2 separate regions of the Mus musculus genome follow, and region 1 is linked to region 2. A link is a contact called in public HiChIP or PLAC-seq data. All regions are on one chromosome and are shown on one strand. The core of a region is the stretch at or near the end of the contact, and the rest is flanking DNA. Distances in the headings are between cores, read along the strand shown.

Region 1 (3,768 bases), core at 438-2,937, 140 kb after region 2:
ACGCCTGAGCCCTGGCCTGCCATTGACAAACAGAGAATGGCACAGAAATGGCTCGTCTCCCTCTCAGCATCCGCTCTGCTCTCCTCACTCCCCCCCTCCTCAGTGAATGGCATCCCTGCACTATTCTTTGCACCACACTTTGCCCAAAGGCTGGCCCCCTGCCAGGTGGTAGAGACACAGTCCTGACCCTCCCCTAATACAGGGTGCTAGGCTGAGTGTGGCTTAAGGACTATTGGCTTGTCCTTTGGGCAGCTATGCTGAGCCCTGGGGTTGGGGGGAGGGGCTTAGGTAAGAGGACTAGCAAGCACAGATGTCTGGGGAGACATTGTAAAGGCACACGGAGGCTCGGTGAGAATTTAGAGGCAGAATATGGAGGAATCTCTCTTCCCTGCACCCTCTCCTGTCACAGACACTTCCATCCACTGACACCTAGTGATGACAACTTATTGACCAGACACCAGTGTTTCCATCTGAAAAAGAAATGGAGAGATGCTTGCTGACAGTGACTAGCTGCCTTCTCCTGCAGAGAGTGCAGGGACGATCCTTGGGGAGACGCCACTTTCTTGCCTGAGGCTGACACAGAATGGGGTGTGTCCTTGGCTCTCCTTGGCTCCTTCTCGGAAGCCAACACTTTTCCTTTTAGCACCAGAAGCAGGGATAGCTTTCCTGCCCCTCTAAGAAATTCTCACCATGCCTGACCCCTCCCACCCAGTCTCCTGTCTCTCTCTCTCTCTCTCTCTCTCTCTCTCTCTCTCTCTCTCTCTCTCTCTCTCTCTCTCTCTCTCTCTCTCTCCTTTCCTTCCTCCCTCTTAGAATGACTTAAGGGCCTGTAGTAGGCCTCTCCCTCCAGAGGTCTAACCCAACTCACTTAATATAACCAAAGAAAGTGGCATGCCCGTTAAAGCTAGCCCTTTGCAGGGAAAGCCAAGGGGGAAAAAGACTCAAGCTGAATTCTCTGCCTGTTTATTAGCTGTGTGCTCTGGGCAGCCTCTTGCCTTTCCACAGAGATAAACTCATGCCCTCCAGCACCAAGGGCTGGGAAGGCACTGTGTACTAATGCCTGCATTGGAACCTGAGCTCAGCAGACACTTGCCTGTGCTGCTCTTAGAATCAGAGTGACATTAAACACACCAGAGGCAGGTGCACACCGGAGGCTAGATTACTGAATAGAACTTTCCCAAGACCAGGCCACTGCTGCCTCGGGTGTCCCCTGGGGCTGAAGCTGCAGCAGGAAGGAGGCACTCTATTGGGTGCTCTTGGAGGAGGCTGCAAATAACAAGCCCTAGCTCCATCCCTTCACTGTCCCCACAAGGGAAGCTGTGGGGCCACTTGGCTGTGAACCATAGGGGGGGGTGCCCTGGGACAAAGCATCTCTCTAGGCAAAATCAGACCCTGACATGAAGGTAGGCTCTCTAATAGTGCTGGCTAGGTGTTTTGCTCAAGCTAGCTGAGCTGATGTGTATCAACTGAGCACTCCCAGAGTCCTGGTTAGAGCTGCACAGCAGGATCCTAAGAGAGCAGCTGGCAGATCCAGGCCTAAAGATGAAGCCCCATCTCAGTTCCTCAGCATTCAGACAGAGAAGTGGGCCATAGGCCAGGCTGTCCGCTGTGAGGGGCTGACAAAAGCTAGGGGTGCTTTGCAAAGAAGCCAGAAGGCTGCTCCCAGGCTTCCAGGGTGTGGCCAGGAAGCCAGGTGGCCCAGCTATCAAATGCCAGGAACCAAGAGGTACAGGAAAGGCCTCCTCCTGCCCTGACACCGCCCCAGAACTTGGGTTTTCCCCAGGCAGCACCTACCTTTCCTGCTGAGCCCAGCCTCTCTTCAACAGGGCCTTGGGGGTTATTCTGGGTTTTGTAAATCATTATTTAATTTATTTACTCTTTTACAACTTCATATGCATATATGTGTGTATATATATATATTACATATACATCATATACATATACTACATATACATATACATTATATACATATACTACATATACATCATATACATACGTATACAGTGTTCTTTAATCAAAGTCTCCCCCATCAGCTTTTCTTATGCCTTTCTTCCTCCCACCAAACCCTTTTGTCCCAGGTTCCCCTACTACTCTCAGTCTTTGTGTGTGTATGTGTGTGTGTGTGCCACCATATTCAATTTGCGCTACTTGCATGAGCATGGGACCGGTTATTTACTTAGGTAGAAGCCACATACCTGTGGGATCATTTTTAATGAAAGCATGGAATGTAGCGTCACAGGCCCTCCAGAGCCTGCAAAACAAGCCTTTGATGCTGCAGCTCCTATTAGGGGACTGTGGGGACACAGTGGAGCTGTCACTAACCATCTGGGAAAGGAAATAAAGGAAATGCAGAGAGAAAAAAGTGTGTGTGTGTGTGTGTGAGAGAGAGAGAGAGAGAGAGAGAGAGAGAGAGAGAGAGAGAGAGAGAGAGAACAGGCTTGTAATCATAAGCCCACAATAGAGGGGACAGGAGGGGACAACCAGAACTCCCAGATCATAGGGCAGCCTCTCTGAGTCTATGTAGTCGGAGACTCCCCCATGTCACCTGTTGTCCTTACCAATGACGCCCTCTCTCTGGTGTCTGGGATGAGGCAGTGGGACAGGGGCCAGCCTTCTTTAGTTGGCTCAGCCACAAAGCCACGTGACTCATTCTGAATCAGCCAATCCCTCCTATGAGCATCCAACCTGGGAGGGAGTCAGGTTCCACCTTACCAGCACAGCCACACCCACACCGGTGTTCCCACACTTAAAAGATCTGCAAGTAGACCAGGCTTGATCAGAGACCAGCCTGAACCTACCCTGGAAGTGATAGCTGAGCTGCCTAGGTCCAGCTATTGGAAACCTAAATTGGTAACTAAGAACAGACACTGGCCCTGGTGTGACTAGAGTTAGGCACAGCCATCCCGAGACCCTCATCTCTGACAGGAGTCGGAGGGGTCAGAAGGGCTCCAGAGATGTCATAGTCCAACCCCACAGTCCTCTTCTAGGTGCTTCTCACATATGTGCAACTTGGACTGTGGGTAAACCTTTCCTATTAGCAGCTGGTACACCTCTTAAGGTACCAATCCCTGTGTGCCCATTTCCCACTGGATAAGTCAAGGCAGCTACTTCCTGGGTCTCCAGGAGGACTAGTGATGCCACTTACAAATGGTCTCACCAGGCCCAGCACACAAGAACCCTCTCATGTGGCTCAGCCTAACCTGAATGCTGAGTCTCCCATGACCACCATACAGACCTCCAGACAGAACGACCTGAAACGATTTTCATGTTATGGAGGTCAGAATCCCAAACAGGCCTTGTTGAGCTAAGAGCAAGGGGTTGACTGAACCGTGTCCCTTCGGAGACCTGGTAGAGACTGGGCACAGCCTTTTGAAAGCCCCTTTCAAATTCATAGGTTCTGGCGAGCTAATGGTAATCATCTTTGAAGACCATTACTCCACTGACCTTGAAACTAGAATTCAACACCACAATTCTGATTCCTTTCACGTTTGATAATTCAGCCTGGCGCTGGAAGTGGCTTTCCATTATCCAAGACTGTGTGACCCTAGGGAAGTTCCCTACCCTCTCTGGTCCTTGCTTACCTCTATGAAAAGGAGCTTAACCAAGGACTCTGATAAGGGATCGTCATTGTGTACTTCGGGTCTGGAAATGCTGGCAGCTGTACTTCATAATATCTATAGCTCCCTAGCTTACAGGGCCTGCGATTTCATGACTCGCTGCTTCTAAATAACAGACGCAGACTCTGAAGATGCATAATCACATCTGTTG
Region 2 (4,005 bases), core at 543-3,042:
CCTCTCAACCCATACATCTGACCTTTTCCTCTGCCTGATAAGAACACTTACAGACAACTTCCTACCGACATCATCATTCACTCTAGATGCCACCCTGCATGTATGTAATGTCTCTAGAACTGTGGAACACATCATCTGTAAATATAAGTCTGTGTGCTGAACAATCCCCCGCCCCTGTCTGCACCCAGTTACCATCGTACATTCTGGTGCTACTGTGTGATTCTTTTTAGAGTCACACAATAAGTGAGACACTCCCCTTAGCAGGATGATACTGTCCAGATTAGCCATTTGTTATACATGGTGAGATTTCCTTCTTTTTGAAGTCTGAACAATATTCTCTCTTAGCGATTGCAAATAATGCTTCAATGAACAGGGAGAGGGGAGTAAATAGATCTTTTAAATAGTGGCTTTATTTCTGTTTGGTAAAGATCCAGATGTGGGATTATTGGATCACATGGTAGTTCTAATTAGTAATTTTTTGAAGATCTTCGGCATTATTTTCCATAATAGCTATATCAATTTCCCTTCTCACCAATAGAGTACACTCTTCTTTATCCTCCACACCCTTGTTGATGCTTGTAATCTTTTGACTTTCTGATAATCGCCATCCTAACAGGCATGAGCTGGCAGCTCCTTATGGTTCTGATTTGCAGTTACCCTGATGGCCAGTGATGTTGAGTGTCTTCTCACATCCCTTCAGCCACAGTTGAACGTTCAAACCAGCAGTTCAAAGCACGTCCTTCCCTTGTCGACTCATACATTTACCACAACTCCCTAGCCCAATGTGGGATCCAGACAAATAAATAGATAGTAGCAAGCCAGCGTGACAAGGGCCCAGAAATGTGAAGCCATCGAAGAGGGTGGGGTGGTGGAAACACCCAGGATAGTTTTGGGAGATCAGGGTGGGCTTCTTGTAGGAATAGGATTGTGTAAGGGAGGTAGGAATCTTTGAATGAATAAGGTTTTTCCTAAGGTAGGTAGAGATAGACAAATAGCCAAGCAATGATGCTGTTAGACACAGAAATGCAGCAGACACACACATATATTTTGTATCTTTCTTTAGCTGAAAAGAATATTCTCCTGTGCACAAATTTAAGTTTGAGCAGTCTAGAGCATTGTCCACCAGAACCACAGAGTGGCCGGAACACACACACACACACACACACACACACACACACACACACACACACACACCCTGGAACTTAAGGGTAGATTCCTGTCTGCCGAACAAACCTAGAAAGTCCTGGTGACAGGTGGTTTATGGCTAGAGATTCGCTTCCCAGTGGCAATTATCAGTCTCCCCCTCACTACTTTCCTGTTTTATTTCCTTCCATGCTGGAGCAAACCCAGGCTGAGAAGCGGCACCCGCCTGAATTAGTCAGGGTGCCTGAAGAGGGAGGAGAAACGTGCATCTTGTATGGGCTGGTGGGAGGGAAAGAGAAATCTAAAATGCCAAAGCAGAAAGTAACCCTCGGACAAACACTTTATGAACCGCAGAGTGGAACAAATAACGATATAAATGATATTTTTGTCGATAGTTCGAAAGCAGAAACTAGGGAAGCTACAGTTGCAGGATGACTGTTCTTCTCCAGGCTTCCACCTAGGCCGCGGATCCCTCCTAGCTGCAGCCCTGGTCAAGGCCTGGGGGGGCGTGTCTGAGGGGCGGGGCCGCATGGAAGGGAGGAATAAAAAAAAAAAAAAAAAACCTAAGTAATTAGCATCCCCCGATTCCATTGGCTCTTCGACGGCCCTGCTTTGCATGCGCCCGCCCTCTGACTGCTTGGTTTGCTGGGGCTCAGCAGGGTTTTGCAGCCGCCTGGCTACAGCGCTTTAGTGCGGGGCGGGAGCTCAAGAGAACCGCGGCCCGGATCCCGGAGCCGGGGGAGCCCGTAGCCCGCCGAGCTGCGGCGGCCGTATCTGGGGCGATCTAGGTCCTATCGACACTGTGGCCGGCTCTCGGAGGCTTCTGCATCCGTCTGGTCCCAGGGAGGAGAGGACCAGACACTTTTATTTTGGATGAAAGGCGCGGGTCCTGGCGGGAGCTTCCTTCCCGGCCTGGCTCGCGGCTCAGTGCGCCCTCGCTCTGGCCCCGACTCCAGAAGATGACTTCAGGTTCCGCCGTGTATCTTCCCGTGGTGACGGCTCGGGGAGACAGGCGAAAGTAGTGACACTTGCTGGCAACGCCAGGTGGGAAAGTGAGCCTAGGCGACGTGGAGCCCCGCTGTCCCCGAGGACCCCGGTGCCCACAGATCCTTGCCTTTCCTTCCCCTCGGCTCCACGGCGGCTGCAGCATGAAGTGGCGCAGCGATGGCCAGGAGAGGTAAGAAGCCTGTGGTGCGAACGCTGGAAGATCTGACGCTGGACTCGGGTTATGGTGGCGCGGCGGACTCTGTGCGCTCCTCCAACTTGTCTCTGTGCTGTTCTGACTCTCACCCGGCGTCCCCGTATGGCGGGAGCTGCTGGCCGCCTTTAGCTGACTCCATGCACAGCCGGCACAACAGCTTTGACACCGTCAACACTGCCCTGGTGGAAGACTCCGAGGGGCTGGACTGCGCCGGTCAGCACTGCTCGCGGTTGCTGCCGGACCTCGACGAGGTCCCCTGGACCCTCCAGGAACTGGAGTTGCTGCTGCTGCGCTCGCGGGATCCCCGGGCAGGCCCAGCGGTCCCCGGCAGCCTGCCCAAGGACGCGCTGGCCAAGCTCTCGATGCTGGTAAGCCGGGCTCTAGTGCGCATCGCTAAAGAGGCGCAGCGCCTGAGCCTGCGCTTCGCCAAGTGCACCAAGTACGAGATCCAGAGTGCCATGGAGATCGTACTGTCCTGGGGCCTGGCGGCTCACTGCACCGCTGCCGCGCTGGCCGCGCTGTCCCTCTATAACATGAGCAGCGCTGGCGGCGACCGCTTGGGCCGTGGCAAGTCGGCGCGCTGCGGCCTCACCTTCTCCGTGGGCCGCGTGTACCGCTGGATGGTGGACAGCCGCGTGGCGCTGCGCATCCACGAGCATGCCGCCATCTACCTGACCGCCTGTATGGAGAGTCTCTTCCGGGACATCTACTCGCGGGTGTTGGCCTCCGGGCTACCTCGTAGCTGTAGCGGTCCTGGCCCTGGCTCCAGCTCCGGTTCTGGCCCAGGCCCCGGCTCAGGCCCCGGAGCCCCTGCAGCGGATAAGGAGCGCGAGACTCCGGGAGGGGGAGCGGCGAGCGGTGGCCCTTGCAGCGCAGCCAGCAGCGCCAGCGGGGGCAGTAGTTGTTGCGCCCCGCCAGCCACGGCGGCGACCGCAGTCCCGCCAACCACAGCCACCGCCGCCGTCGCCGCCAACCATCATCACCACCACCACACGCTTCACGAAGCGCCCAAATTCACCGTGGAGACCCTGGAGCACACGGTCAACAACGACTCGGAAATCTGGGGGCTCTTGCAGCCCTACCAGCACCTCATCTGTGGGAAGAACGCCAGTGGTAAGTGGCTCTGTCAACTCCGGGTTCAAGTTTGCCTCTCGTCCCCCTCCCGCGTCTCTCTGGCCACTCGCGCTCTCCACGGCCTTAGAGGTAGGGGCCAGAGTGGAGACAGCCAGGAACCCGTAGGTTCACTCCTGAGCTTGGGATCCGCGTGGTTGACACTGGTAGTAATGTTCCCAGAGCACACAGGGTTCCGCCCCCTTTGTGCAGGGCCAGGAGGTTGCTGCCTCCCGCAAGACAGGAGCAAAATCCAACACCCTTTTTATTTTACATTTAATTTAGTATGTTGTTTTACTCGGATCTGGCTTGAGACGTTTGAGTCTCGTGAATAGCTTCTAGAACCCTGTTGTGATCTTTAAGGGGCCACATTCCAGTACCCACGAGTTGGGCTAAGATCTGGAGGAGGCAGGTTCACTTGTCTGCCATGCAGTTCTCTCGCTTGCCCCAGGCCCTTTGGGGTCGCTGTGGATGCGCTAGGAAGGCATGGCTGAGGGCAGCGAAGGTGGAAGGATAGAGCTGGGTGGGCCTAAACGTGTTCATGTAGGTGG

The links. HiChIP or PLAC-seq counts read pairs in DNA pulled down with a chosen protein or histone mark.
Region 1: an H3K4me3 HiChIP or PLAC-seq map of embryonic stem cells shows a contact between it and region 2, with 6 times the contacts expected there. The contact joins the enhancer-like site here to the promoter of Btbd11 in region 2. A contact is called at or near these places in 3 of 39 promoter capture datasets (the 3T3-L1 cell line, cranial neural crest and second pharyngeal arch cranial neural crest), 10 of 484 Hi-C or Micro-C datasets (cerebellum, embryonic stem cells, myocytes and 4 more) and 17 of 115 datasets of contacts at active chromatin or transcription factors (embryonic forebrain, embryonic hindbrain, embryonic limb bud and 8 more).

The regions. Positions count from the first base shown.
Region 1 is chr10:85,525,249-85,529,016 of GRCm38.p6, forward strand. All of the region lies in intron 1 of Btbd11 (BTB (POZ) domain containing 11), which reads left to right. Among named protein-coding and RNA genes, the nearest start is that of Gm40731, 63 kb to the right of the region's middle. Within about 2 kb of position 1,688, at least 25 of the 459 cell types and tissues checked have an H3K27ac peak or open chromatin away from gene starts, as enhancers often do. A contact at or near this core is called in cerebellum and embryonic stem cells, where this site is marked.
Region 2 is chr10:85,385,022-85,389,026 of GRCm38.p6, forward strand. It overlaps Btbd11 (BTB (POZ) domain containing 11), which reads left to right and starts at 1,793. Exons shown (of 17, transcript NM_028709.2): 1 at 1,793-3,457. The coding sequence starts at 2,308.